Regions from separate parts of the Mus musculus genome. Here regions 1 and 3 are each linked to region 2. A link is a contact called in public ChIA-PET and promoter capture Hi-C data. All regions are on one chromosome and are shown on one strand. Each heading gives the region's core, a stretch centred on a gene start, on an enhancer-like site or on the middle of the called end of the contact. The rest is flanking DNA. Distances are from core to core; before and after follow the strand shown.

Region 1 (3,803 bases), core at 922-3,421, 790 kb before region 2:
AACTTTGACTATCTGCCCAAGCTTGGAGAACTCTAAGATACACTGGAGTGAGACCTACCATGCTGGGACCTGCCTGGAGATTTTTTTTCTGGCTTCCAAAACTTAGAAGACTCACCTGTAGTGTCCTCCCATTTGTAATGGCACTTACTGGCCTAAAAGCCTAGACCAACATATTCTATAGTTGGGTCGGTTAATTGCACTTAGCAAAATCGGAGCCTTTAGAAATCTTTCAAGGCCCAGGGACTCTTCCCCATGTGAGAGGAGGACAAAATAGTGATTCAAGAGCAAGAGCTTTAGAAGAATATCTTTGTTCTTCCCAGTGTTACGTACTCTCCCGCGGAGCTGTTTCACCCCAGGGCCTTGGTTTCCCCGTATGCCAGTCTGAGTGAAGCAGGCGTGTGAGGCTGCACCATCTCAGGAGCTTGGCGGTGGTGTTGTGTAACTGTCTGCCATCTGTTACTCAGAAACAGCCCCACAAAGCGCTGAGCAATGGACTCCGCTGCTGCAGCTCCTGCCTGGCGCTCATCAGCGAGTCTACAGCTTGCTCGGGAGGTTCTCGGCAGAGCTGACACAGAACACTTTGCAGGCCCAGGACTGGGACTCTAGGGTGAGGCTCTTGGAAGAGATCCAGAGAGCTCAGAAAGCTGCGGGAGTAGGTGCTCTTGCCACTCGCCAATGCTCCTTGGACAGTTATTCACCGAGGCCTTTGCCTGCTTAAACAACATCTGGAGAGAGTGGACCCAACCTTTCAGAGGCTACGGGTCCAATAGAGACAAGTGTGAGATGCCAGCAGGGCTCTGGGGGCTGACAAGCCTTTTCTGGCTGATTGATTTCCAACCTCAAATTTCTTACCTACATCTCCGCTCCAGAGCCTTTGCCTTATGGCCGAAAGACAAGGTATCAAACACCGGAGCTGTTGGGGGGTGGGGGACACCTCTGTTTCTGAGCAAGTGTCTGGAGGGCTCCATGGCACTGGAGGAGGAATTCTGGAGAACTGACTGGTACCTTTCTCACCTGCAGTCGAGTGTGGGTGCTACCCCTATACTAAGCTCCAGTCTGTGAGTGAAGACAGCAGGGAGCATGCCGCTGGGCCACTCGGTGTCATTCTCACTTGGAGAAACTTGGAGCATCCCTGTAACTAAAACAAGGACTCCAGTGGCCAGGGCTCTGCAGACTTCGCAAAAACTTCCACCTTTTCTCTCTGAACTCTGAGGTAACGCAGCATTCACATCTGAAGATGAGGCACAGTCTTAAGACTTAAGGAAGGGAGAGGCTGACGCTGTGATTTGCCCTGTTGGTTGGGTAGGCTAGGCTAGAAACCACACCTCCCTATTCTAGAGATATGGTTAGAAATTCATCCAGCCCACCTGAGGCCTGTATGGAAACTGGAGTCAGAACTGTTCCTGTCTCTAAATCCAAGTGACTTTAGTCTGTAGCTGGAAGATGTATTCCTTAAAGGCAACTGGGAAAGGGATTTGGGGAGCTACTCCCACACACCCCAGGGCCACCTTTCACAAAACTTCCGGTGGTTGTGCTAACATTAGACCCTTTTTTTCTGGCAAGCCCCAGAAAAAGGGCTTATTTTTACAAGGAGAAAAAAAAAATCCTCAGGGATTTACTTTTGCCTTAATTTTTAAAAGGACATCTTTCGAGTTAAATTTAGACCAGCTCAGTTTTCCATTAAGAGAAAGTTGCCAGGCACCTACCTGCTCAAAGGCAAAGAATACCCTGGGGAGATGGCTGAACTCGACCTTGGCCCTGAAATGGTCAAGTCTGAACTTGAGACAACATCTGGGTCAACCAACCCTACTATCCCAGTGATGGCTCCCGGCTAGCGAACCCTCCTGTGAGCACCATGTGCAGAGCCCCGCAGCAAACAGAAACTCCTCCCCGGTAGTGCCTCACCTGGCGCGGGCTAGTCCTTAAGTATCAGCTTGCTTGATACAAGTCAGTATCCTATAACCGGTCCCCGCCCAACCCCTCCCAGCACAACCCTAGCCCAGGATGGTCCCAGAGCTGCATCCAAGGTCCCTCAACCGCAGGGTGCTCCACGGTCGGCGGGAGGCGGTAGCGCCCCCGCTCAGAGCCCGGTTCGCTCCCGCCCCGCTCTCCCTCGGAGTCAGTCTGTCTGTCGGGCCCGCCCTCCCTCCGCGCTCCCTCCTCCTCGTGCTCCTCCGGGGGTGCCGGGCACAGCCTCGGATTCCACCTTCCCGGCTGCTCGAGTCAGTTTCCCTCGCGGCAGCAGCGGGCAAAGGCAGCCGCGGCGCACAGCAGCATCGCAGCGGCCGCCGCGGCTCTCCGTTTGGAGCGGGCGCCGGGCTGAGCTGCCCCTCGTCCCTGCCCGGCCGCGTCTCTAGTCTCCGGCGCCCCTCGCCGCTCCGTTCCCGGCTGTGGCTTCTCTCCGAAGCGGGCGGGGCAGGATCCCGCCATCCAACATCGGGATCCCAGGAGCAGCGTTTCTCCTAGAGCGAGGCGCTCGGCAGACTCGTGCCCCGCCACCCCTGACCGCCGGGGGGTGCCCCAGGGACGCGTCGCCACCAAGAGAAGCAGGCAGAGGGGACCATGCGGCGGCTGACTCGCCGCTTGGCGCTGCCCATCTTTGGGGTGCTCTGGATCACCGTACTGCTGTTCTTCTGGGTCACCAAGAGGAAGTTGGAGGTGCCGCTGGGACCCGAAGTGCAGACCCCCAAGGTATGCCGTTTCGTGGCGCACAGGGCACAGGGCACCGGGCACTGGCAGGTGGAAGGGTGCGTGGTCCACGCACTGGGATTGAGGGTTCAAATGCAGGGGTGTCGAGGTGCTGCGATGGGGAACAGGCGCGGGATGCGGCCATGGGGAGGTGCTTGTGGAATTTAAGAAGCTTGGGGCGTCTCCATATCTTTGGCGTGTGTAAGTGGCAGTGGGCGTGGGTGGTGGGCGCGCGCTCGCAGACAGAGCCGGGCTCCCAACTTAACTAGCAGTCCGGTGGCCAAGGGGGCGCTGCGGACTAGCTACTTTGGGACTGGCGGTCGGTGGGTGCCGCTGGAGGGTCACTGGAGGTTGCTGGGTGAGCGATGCTGGCACCCATGAGAAGTCTGGTGGATTTGCGGACTCCTTCCCTTTGCTGCCAGGCCCCAGAGGAGGAGACGATGACCCGGGTGCTGTGCGCACGTGAACAGCACTAGCGACCCCCCTGGAGGCCTCCCAGCCTTCCCTACCCACCTGGCCTGGCCTGGTGCCACCGGCTCTGTGAACTGTTCCCCAGTTCATTTGCTGCGTTGGAAGTTGAATGCGCTCAGGACAGCACGGAGGAGCCCATAAGAACAGAAACCTTCCTACTGGCAGGGAGTTGTGGAAATGGGAATCCAAGTGGCTTTCCCAACTCTTGTCCAGTCGGTGCAGCCCAGAGGAGTGGAAGGTTCCCCCTACTGGCTCTCTCTTGAGATTCAGAGCCCCTGTCTTTCTTTTCCACAGCCTTGACCAGGGGAAACAGAGCGAGGCTTCTGGGGATTTGCTGGCAGCTAAGCAACCTTTATGAGCCCAGGGCAATCTCTAGGAGTGGGAAAAGACCTTGGAGGAGCCTGTAGTCGGAAAGAGGAAGACATGAACATCTCTGTGTTAAGTAGGAGTGGATCTCACCGATAAGTACAGTAGGGAGGGCCTACTGTGTGCTAAGTGCATAGTTGGTGTTTTCTTCATAAGGAGTTGTTTAATATTGTTCTTATTTCATAGATGGGGAAACAGGCCAAGAGTCTTTAATTAACTCGTCTTAGATCGTTCTGGGTTTGAACTCAGACCTCCACAGAATTTTCCCACTTGGATCC
Region 2 (3,389 bases), core at 220-2,719:
CCTCTAATCACAGTTAAACTGGGAGGGGGAGGAGAGACTAAGAAAGGGTGACTGTCATGGGGGCAAGTTTAGGGTTAGAAGCTAGACTTTAACAATTTCCTCCCTAGTCTGGAAAAGCTGCCTCCAATCCCTGAAAGAAGAGAGTCAATAGCATTACAGGGTTAAGACCAGGGTCGTCGTCTCCTGTAGCGGCGTCTGTTCCTTTTTGGAACTGTGGCGCGGGCCCAAAAAGTTAAACTGAGAAACACGAACTTTCAGAGTTCCTGGGCTAAGCAGAATAGCGCCGCTCTCCCCGGGTTCAGACCTTGCATTGGACCCGGGTCTGGCTCTCCAAGGCTGGCACCTGCGAGCGCGCTCCAGGACCACGGGTGCTCGCCTCCCTGTAGCGCCCCTCCTCTACACCACAGCAGGAAGGAAGAAGCAGCTGGCGCGCACGTCCCAGCAGCTAGGGGCCTGTCCCCCATCCTTCTCGGCTCTGATCCTCCACACCCGATCTTCCCCGGCTGCAGGCAAATCTCTGCAGCCCCCGACTCAGCAGTGGCCGGCTTCTTCCAATCTGGCACTGGGAGAGCTTGCTCCTTCCTAGCCCCGGCCCTCCACAAAGGCGCGTTGGATTTAAGGGACAACGGAGAGGGCAGGGGTTGTGAGGGTGTAGTTTGCACCCTGATGCTTGTGGCTTGTTTGTGCGGAGAGCGTCTCCCCAGCATCCTCCCTCCCCCAGAAGCTCTGCAAACCCAGCGGCTGCACCAGCTCGGCCCCTCTGCAGCCATCCTCGACGCCGAGACTTGCGTGCAAACAAAAAGGAGAAGGGGAGGGGCCCGGGAAACCGGAGCCCCCTGCACCAAGCAGGACTCATCTCCTGTGGCCCTCAGCGGACAGGGTTTCCTTAGGGGGCTTCAGGTGGGACCCCAGGTTCTCCCCACCCAACGCCACCATATCCACGCCCTCTGGCCGCCACTTAAGTGAAGGTTCCGAGTTCACTTCCTTTGTCTGGATGCTCTCAGCACCGCCTCCCCCAACCTCCAGCTTTGCAACCTTGACGTCGACTCCTGCAGGGGCTGAGGCTGGCGGGTTAACCCGCACTGGGTGTCCGTGCCACTCTCCGGCCTCGTACCCGGAGCCGGCACTAGGAGGCTGCCGGGCTGCGCAGCCACCCGGGTTAAACTGGCGGCCGCCAAAGGCGCAGGATACTCACCAGTGAATGGGGAAATATACAGACATGAAGTCCTAGGGGAGGCTGACCCACGCCCTTGTGATTAAGAAAAACAAAACAAAACAAAACAAACAAACAAACAAAAAAAAACCAGTCACTGAGTCCTGAATGAGATTGGCAGGGGCGCAGAGGAGAGCAGCGGGCAGCCGAGAGCGGGTACTGGGCTAGCGCCGGTCCGCCTTCCGGAGACAGCCTCGCTGCCAACGGCGTAGGCAGTGCAGACCAAGCTCTCCGCTCTCCACCGATCTCCGGGTCCCACAAAGAGCCCGGGAAGCAGCATTTATAAGGGAGGGGCGGGGCTTGTCGGCGAGCGGCCCCGCCTCTCCTCGCCCACTCTTAGAATAACGTCACCAAAATCATGAATGGCTTCAGCGCTCATAGCTCCCGCGGGCGGCGGCGGGGACCAGCCGGGCTCTGCACCCTGCCTGAGCTGGCTCCCAGCAGCTACGAGCCCGCCCCCCTCCCCACCGTTGACACACACGCGTGTTCCCGAGCTGGAGTTCAATGTCAACGCAGCTTCCTGACCATAAATCCGCAGCGTCCGCAGCCCCCTCTCTGAACACAGGGACTCTAAGGGCTACGGGGATGGGTGGGCGTGAGGAAGGAATGGGGGCCCACGCGGGAAGAGACAGATCGCCGGGGGAGGGCGCCATTCTTCCATCCGAGCGCCCGCTGTCGGGTTCTCTGTGACTTCCACATCTCAGGACCCTTCACTGGTCATCCATGCAAAGTAGGCCTCTCTTGGACATTATCGCCTGTGGCATCCCGATCGTGGCGGGGCCGGGGGAAAAAGGAAAAGATGGGAAAGAAGGCTGCACAGCTGCGGGGCTGGAGGCACCCATGCCGGAGGGGGCATTGTTGGCTTTCTAAAAGTCTGCGGTCCTGGAGTCCATGGAGGGTTCTGTTTGTGGGAGAAAGGATGTGGTGTCTTACTAGGGTTTTTCCGTTGCGCGAGCGCGCTTGCGTGTGCACACACACACACACACACACACACACAGAGTAGCATATACGGTTTGCATTGGGAGTAGAGGGTGAGGAGAACGAGCGGAATACAAGTACACCCGGCTAGCCTTAGCTCCCAGAGCCCATCTGATAGAAAACACAGAGTTGAGAGACTGACTCCTTCATAGCCCAGGAATTGCAGTTCCGGTGTCTATCTTGGAGACTAAACTGCTGTGCAGCCCCTACAGCCAGGAAGAACGGAGTCTGACTCAGTACCCAGCGCTGCCCCGCTGTGGCCTCTGTTTCAATTACTCTTGTAAAACAGCTTCCTAACCTTGACCTATGTGCATAAAGGGACTGGGGAAAGGGAGAGCCGTGGTCGAAAACTAAACACAATTAAATGTGATTTAAAATAAGTCTGCACCCTGAAAGAAAAGCGTACTGGTTATATCCAGCAAAAAGCTGCTGGCATCAAGAGACGAGTTTTCAGTAGCAGGGGCCACGCGGATGTTGAGAAAGAGGACCTCATAATTTTCAGCATCTACTCTTTCTAAGAGCAACTTTGCAATAACTGCTTTCCCAACTATGCGTACCTATATACATCCTGAGTAAAAACTGGAGCGTCCTAAAAGAGCCGTATTTCATAAGCCCTGTAATCAGAAAAACGCAGGAGGCTGTCCTTACCCCCTTGAGACAAATGAAGCGCTGTTTGTGCTCTTCAGGACTATTCGCTTCTGCTTCTGACCAGGTGACAGGGGTCTGGCGGAGGGTGGGGCTTTATGAACAGGGGCCAAGGGAAGATGGTCCGTGGTGTGTTATTAATGGAGGGGCAGCCTGAGCCTTTTAATAGAATGGGAAAGTATCTCAGTGCCATTGGCTGACATGTGGCATATTGTCACCTGGGGAGCCAAAGAGAAGCCAAAGTCTAGAGATCTAGATTCTAGACCGAGCTTTCCTGGAAACCCTCTGAGGGTGGGCCCTGAGGCAGACCCTTGGGTTAGCAGAAGAAAACCTTCTCCCATGTTTGCCCATACAATCCCTCACAAGACCTGAGATGAAAGGCAATGGATGGTACCATCGTGACCTGTCACAGACACATGCATGTTACATATTTGTGATTATTACCTATCAAACCCTCTCACCACCTCCTCACACCACGGAAATCAATCAGCCCTTTTGGGGAAGAGGATGTGAAGAAAAGTCTCCCTCTAGAATAACAACCTGGCCTCGTGGA
Region 3 (3,284 bases), core at 146-2,645, 950 kb before region 2:
TTCAAAAACTGCACCTACAATTGGGGCTTTGCTGCATGGATGGCTTCTTACATCAACCACCCTGTCTACACACCCCCTACCTATGGAGTTCAGCAGGTTAAGCTGGCACTGGCCGTTTTTGTGATCTACCAGCTTGGGAACCTCTCCATCCACATGGTTCTTCGGGACCTTCGGCTGGGTCGAAAACCAGGAAGTTCCCATACCCCTCCAAGAACCCTTTCACCTGGCTGTTTCTGTTGGTGTCCTGTCCCAGCTGCACTTATGAGGTGCGCTCCTGGATTGGCTTTGCCATCTTGACTCAGTGTGTCCCAGTGGCCCTCTTCTCCCTGGTGGGCTTCACCCAGATGACTATCTGGGCCAAGTGCAAGCATCACAGCTACCTGTAGGAGTTCTGCAACTACCTGCCCCTCTGCATGCCCATTATCCCCTTCCTGCTCTGAGCCGCTCCTCAGGGGATCAGCCCAGTAATACTCTCCACCCCATCACTACCCCTGTCCTGATGTGGCTGGCCATGACTCTTCAGCAGCAACAATAAAATCTGCTTACTGCCCCCTCCCCCAAAGAAACCATGGTACATGCAGACCACTGGTTCTCAACCTTCCTAATGCTGTCACCCTTTTAATATAGTTCCTCATGCTGTGCTGAGCCTCCAACACTTCTACATCACAACTGTAATCTTGCTACTGTTATAAACTGTAATGTATATATCTGATATGTAGGGTATCTGATATGTAATTGACCACAAAGGGGGCCGAGACCCACAGGTTGAGAAACACTGAATATTATATAGCAATGGAATATTATATAACACTGCAAAGGAGGGAACTATGAGATCATTAAAGACTCAGGGACACCTTAAATTAACAAATCTCATCTGAAAAGGCTACATGTGGTATAAGTCCAGTTATATGGCATTCCAGAAAAGGCAAAGATGTGAGACAACATGAATACTGGCAATTAGCAGAGGCCTGGGGACAGCAAGGGACAAACAAGTGAAGGGGGGGGAGGGGCATGGGTTTTTAGGGCAGAAAAGCCCTATATAATCCTGTAATGTTGAACATGTGTCATTAGATACTTAGCTAATAAACTCGTGGACTACACAACTTCAAGAACCCTCATATAAACTGTGGACTTTGTCCAATAGTGAAGCATAGCTTTAAGTGCATCCATTGTGAAAAGAAATAAACAAATAAATAAACAAAATGCTGATTCAGACTGGTCAGAGTAGTGGGAGACTGAGAGAGTATTGACAGAGTATTGACAGAGTAGCGGGAGACTGAGAGAGTAGGGGCTGGATGGCTGCAGCATCTGCCTGGGTTCAGGGTGCTGGGCCTAGGGTTTCCCCTGCGCCACCAGTTGTAACCCGGGGCTTGCTCAGGAAGTGGCTGTGGCTTTAGGGGTGGGGGAGGCAACTCCTCTCTATCAAAGCTATTGTGAAGGGGCTGACATTAGATAGATGCACCCATAGAGGCCTGGGAGAGTTAGTCCTTCAGTACTAGGGGTTGGGGTGGATCTGGGCATCCTCGACGTTGTATCCCTAATGCTCTGTTTTTAGTGCCAGTCAGAGCCACTGCTTCTTAGAGGTTCTTCAAGAGGCTCTGCCTCATGACTGCTTCGTCTCCTACTTACTGTTGGAAGTCAATACAAGACTGCCGAGAGACACCCACGTGACTCACCCAGCACTAAGTGTGACCCTCTCCCCCTTACCTAGCAGCAGCTCTGCTCACTCCTTCCAGGCCCTACCCATGACCTCTGTGAGGATGGTGTGTATTACTTTTCTTCTGACTCCATGGCACAAGAACCCAAAATAGTCAAGTATCAGTCCTCCATCAGTTCAAGGAAGTCGTCCCATGTTCCCCAAATAGTAGCCTTCTTTGGAGAAAAGGGGGTATCATAGATCCCAGAACTCTAGAAATGGGGGGAAAAAGCCTGCCCAGAAAGACAGACAGCATGGTGGTAGGACATCTTTCTTTCGCTTTCTCAGGCATCTTACCTGGGAGATACAGATCCTCAAAGGGACACCTAAGAGAAAAGATCAGACACAACTCAAGACTGAAACGGTGAGTGCTTCAACCAACGCCATGTCAGGCTTACCTCGATGTCTTGGGAGAAGGCCACTCTGGGAGAAGAAAGATATGTTTAAGTAAGACTCTGAAGTCAGTGGTGTTCTCTTTGCTTAATGGGCATTTAGCTGTAAAGTTGTCCATGAAGAAGCCTTGCCTCCTTTCACCTTAGGTCTGAAATTCTCCCTCAGCCTCAGCTTCATCCAGGGCCCCTCTACCATAAACAAGGCCAGGCCATTCCTCGGGATGCTGATAGGTCAGAAGGAACCCAGCTGCTTGGCAGGTGGAGACCCGGGGGAGTCTTTAGAGAAGATAACACAGCTAGCTTGCTTTCCCTCTTGGTGATAGCTCCAGGCCCTTCTCTACGAGTTCTTTGATTCCATATCTCAGATACAAGGAGAAATAGCAAGCTTTGGATGGGTTTAATGTTAGCTAGGCATTGCTAGGCCTTGGAAATAATTCTCTTCCAGGCTTTCCAGGTTGTGGAGGCACCTCTGCTTCCAGAATTTTCTACCCAGGCTGGTGGAAGGCCCTTTCATGCTGGCTATGACCTCAGTGGGCTTCTCTGACCTGTCTCAGAGTAGGAAGCTCCAGTGACTGATCTGTCCTCAAGGGAGACCCAAAGGATAGTTAGGATTGTGGGAGCAGAGTCCGGGCTGGGTTGTGGAGGTCTCTATGGTTATTGTTTCTTTTCCTGATACCCAGCTGGGCAGGAATCCCAAGCTGTGTGTATTTACAGAAAGCTGAAGGGGGTCTTGTGACAGGAAAGTGACACACTGACCTCCATTCTGAAGAGCCAGGGAACCTTCTTCCTGCCTCTTTCCAGATTGTTGCCTAAGGCAGGATGCTGAAGAGATGGTCAGTCTGTACCAGGAAGAGGGGACTTCAGCGGCAGAGCCTCTCATGAACTCTAATCTGTCACCTCCACTCTTACAAGACTCTCAGAATGTCTTTTGAAAGCACCACTTCTATGCTCTCCTCAACCTACGAACTTCTAAAGTTCTAGATGTGTTCAATTCAATGTGCAAAGGTGTGTACTCCAGGTTATCTATGAATGTAACCAAATTGTAAACTGACTTAAAACATTGGAGGTGGAGTGGGGCTGGCTGGAGGGATGGCTCAGTGATTAAGAGCTTTGAAGAGGACCTAAGTTCAGCTACCAGCAATCAAATTGGGCCACTTACAATTGCCTATAGCTTTAATTTCAGGGAATCTAACTTC

What was found. Promoter capture Hi-C pulls out the DNA fragments that hold promoters and counts their contacts. ChIA-PET counts read pairs in DNA pulled down with a chosen protein or histone mark.
Region 1: a promoter capture Hi-C map of stem cell-derived epiblast-like cells shows a contact between it and region 2, with 7 times the contacts expected there. The contact joins the promoter of Galnt14 here to the promoter of Lbh in region 2. A contact is called at or near these places in 5 of 39 promoter capture datasets (cranial neural crest, liver, pre-B cells and 1 more), 1 of 484 Hi-C or Micro-C datasets (embryonic stem cells) and 5 of 115 datasets of contacts at active chromatin or transcription factors (embryonic forebrain, embryonic hindbrain, embryonic midbrain and 2 more).
Region 3: a contact with region 2 is called in an RNA polymerase II ChIA-PET map of memory CD8 T cells, with 43 read pairs. The contact joins the enhancer-like site here to the promoter of Lbh in region 2. A contact is called at or near these places in 4 of 39 promoter capture datasets (frontonasal cranial neural crest, hippocampal neurons, liver and 1 more) and 3 of 115 datasets of contacts at active chromatin or transcription factors (double positive thymocytes, embryonic forebrain and memory CD8 T cells).

Annotation. Positions count from the first base shown.
Region 1 is chr17:73,708,819-73,712,621 of GRCm38.p6, reverse strand. It overlaps Galnt14 (polypeptide N-acetylgalactosaminyltransferase 14), which reads left to right and starts at 2,171. Exons shown (of 15, transcript NM_027864.2): 1 at 2,171-2,691. The coding sequence starts at 2,563.
Region 2 is chr17:72,916,385-72,919,773 of GRCm38.p6, reverse strand. It overlaps Lbh (limb-bud and heart), which reads right to left and starts at 1,469. Exons shown (of 3, transcript NM_029999.4): 1 at 1,196-1,469. The coding sequence starts at 1,221. Gm30375 (predicted gene, 30375) reads left to right here and starts at 1,619. Exons shown (of 2, transcript NR_168598.1): 1 at 1,619-3,389.
Region 3 is chr17:73,867,587-73,870,870 of GRCm38.p6, reverse strand. It overlaps the pseudogene Gm4948. Among named protein-coding and RNA genes, the nearest start is that of Ehd3, 64 kb to the right of the region's middle. Within about 2 kb of position 1,395, at least 18 of the 459 cell types and tissues checked have an H3K27ac peak or open chromatin away from gene starts, as enhancers often do. A contact at or near this core is called in memory CD8 T cells, where this site is marked.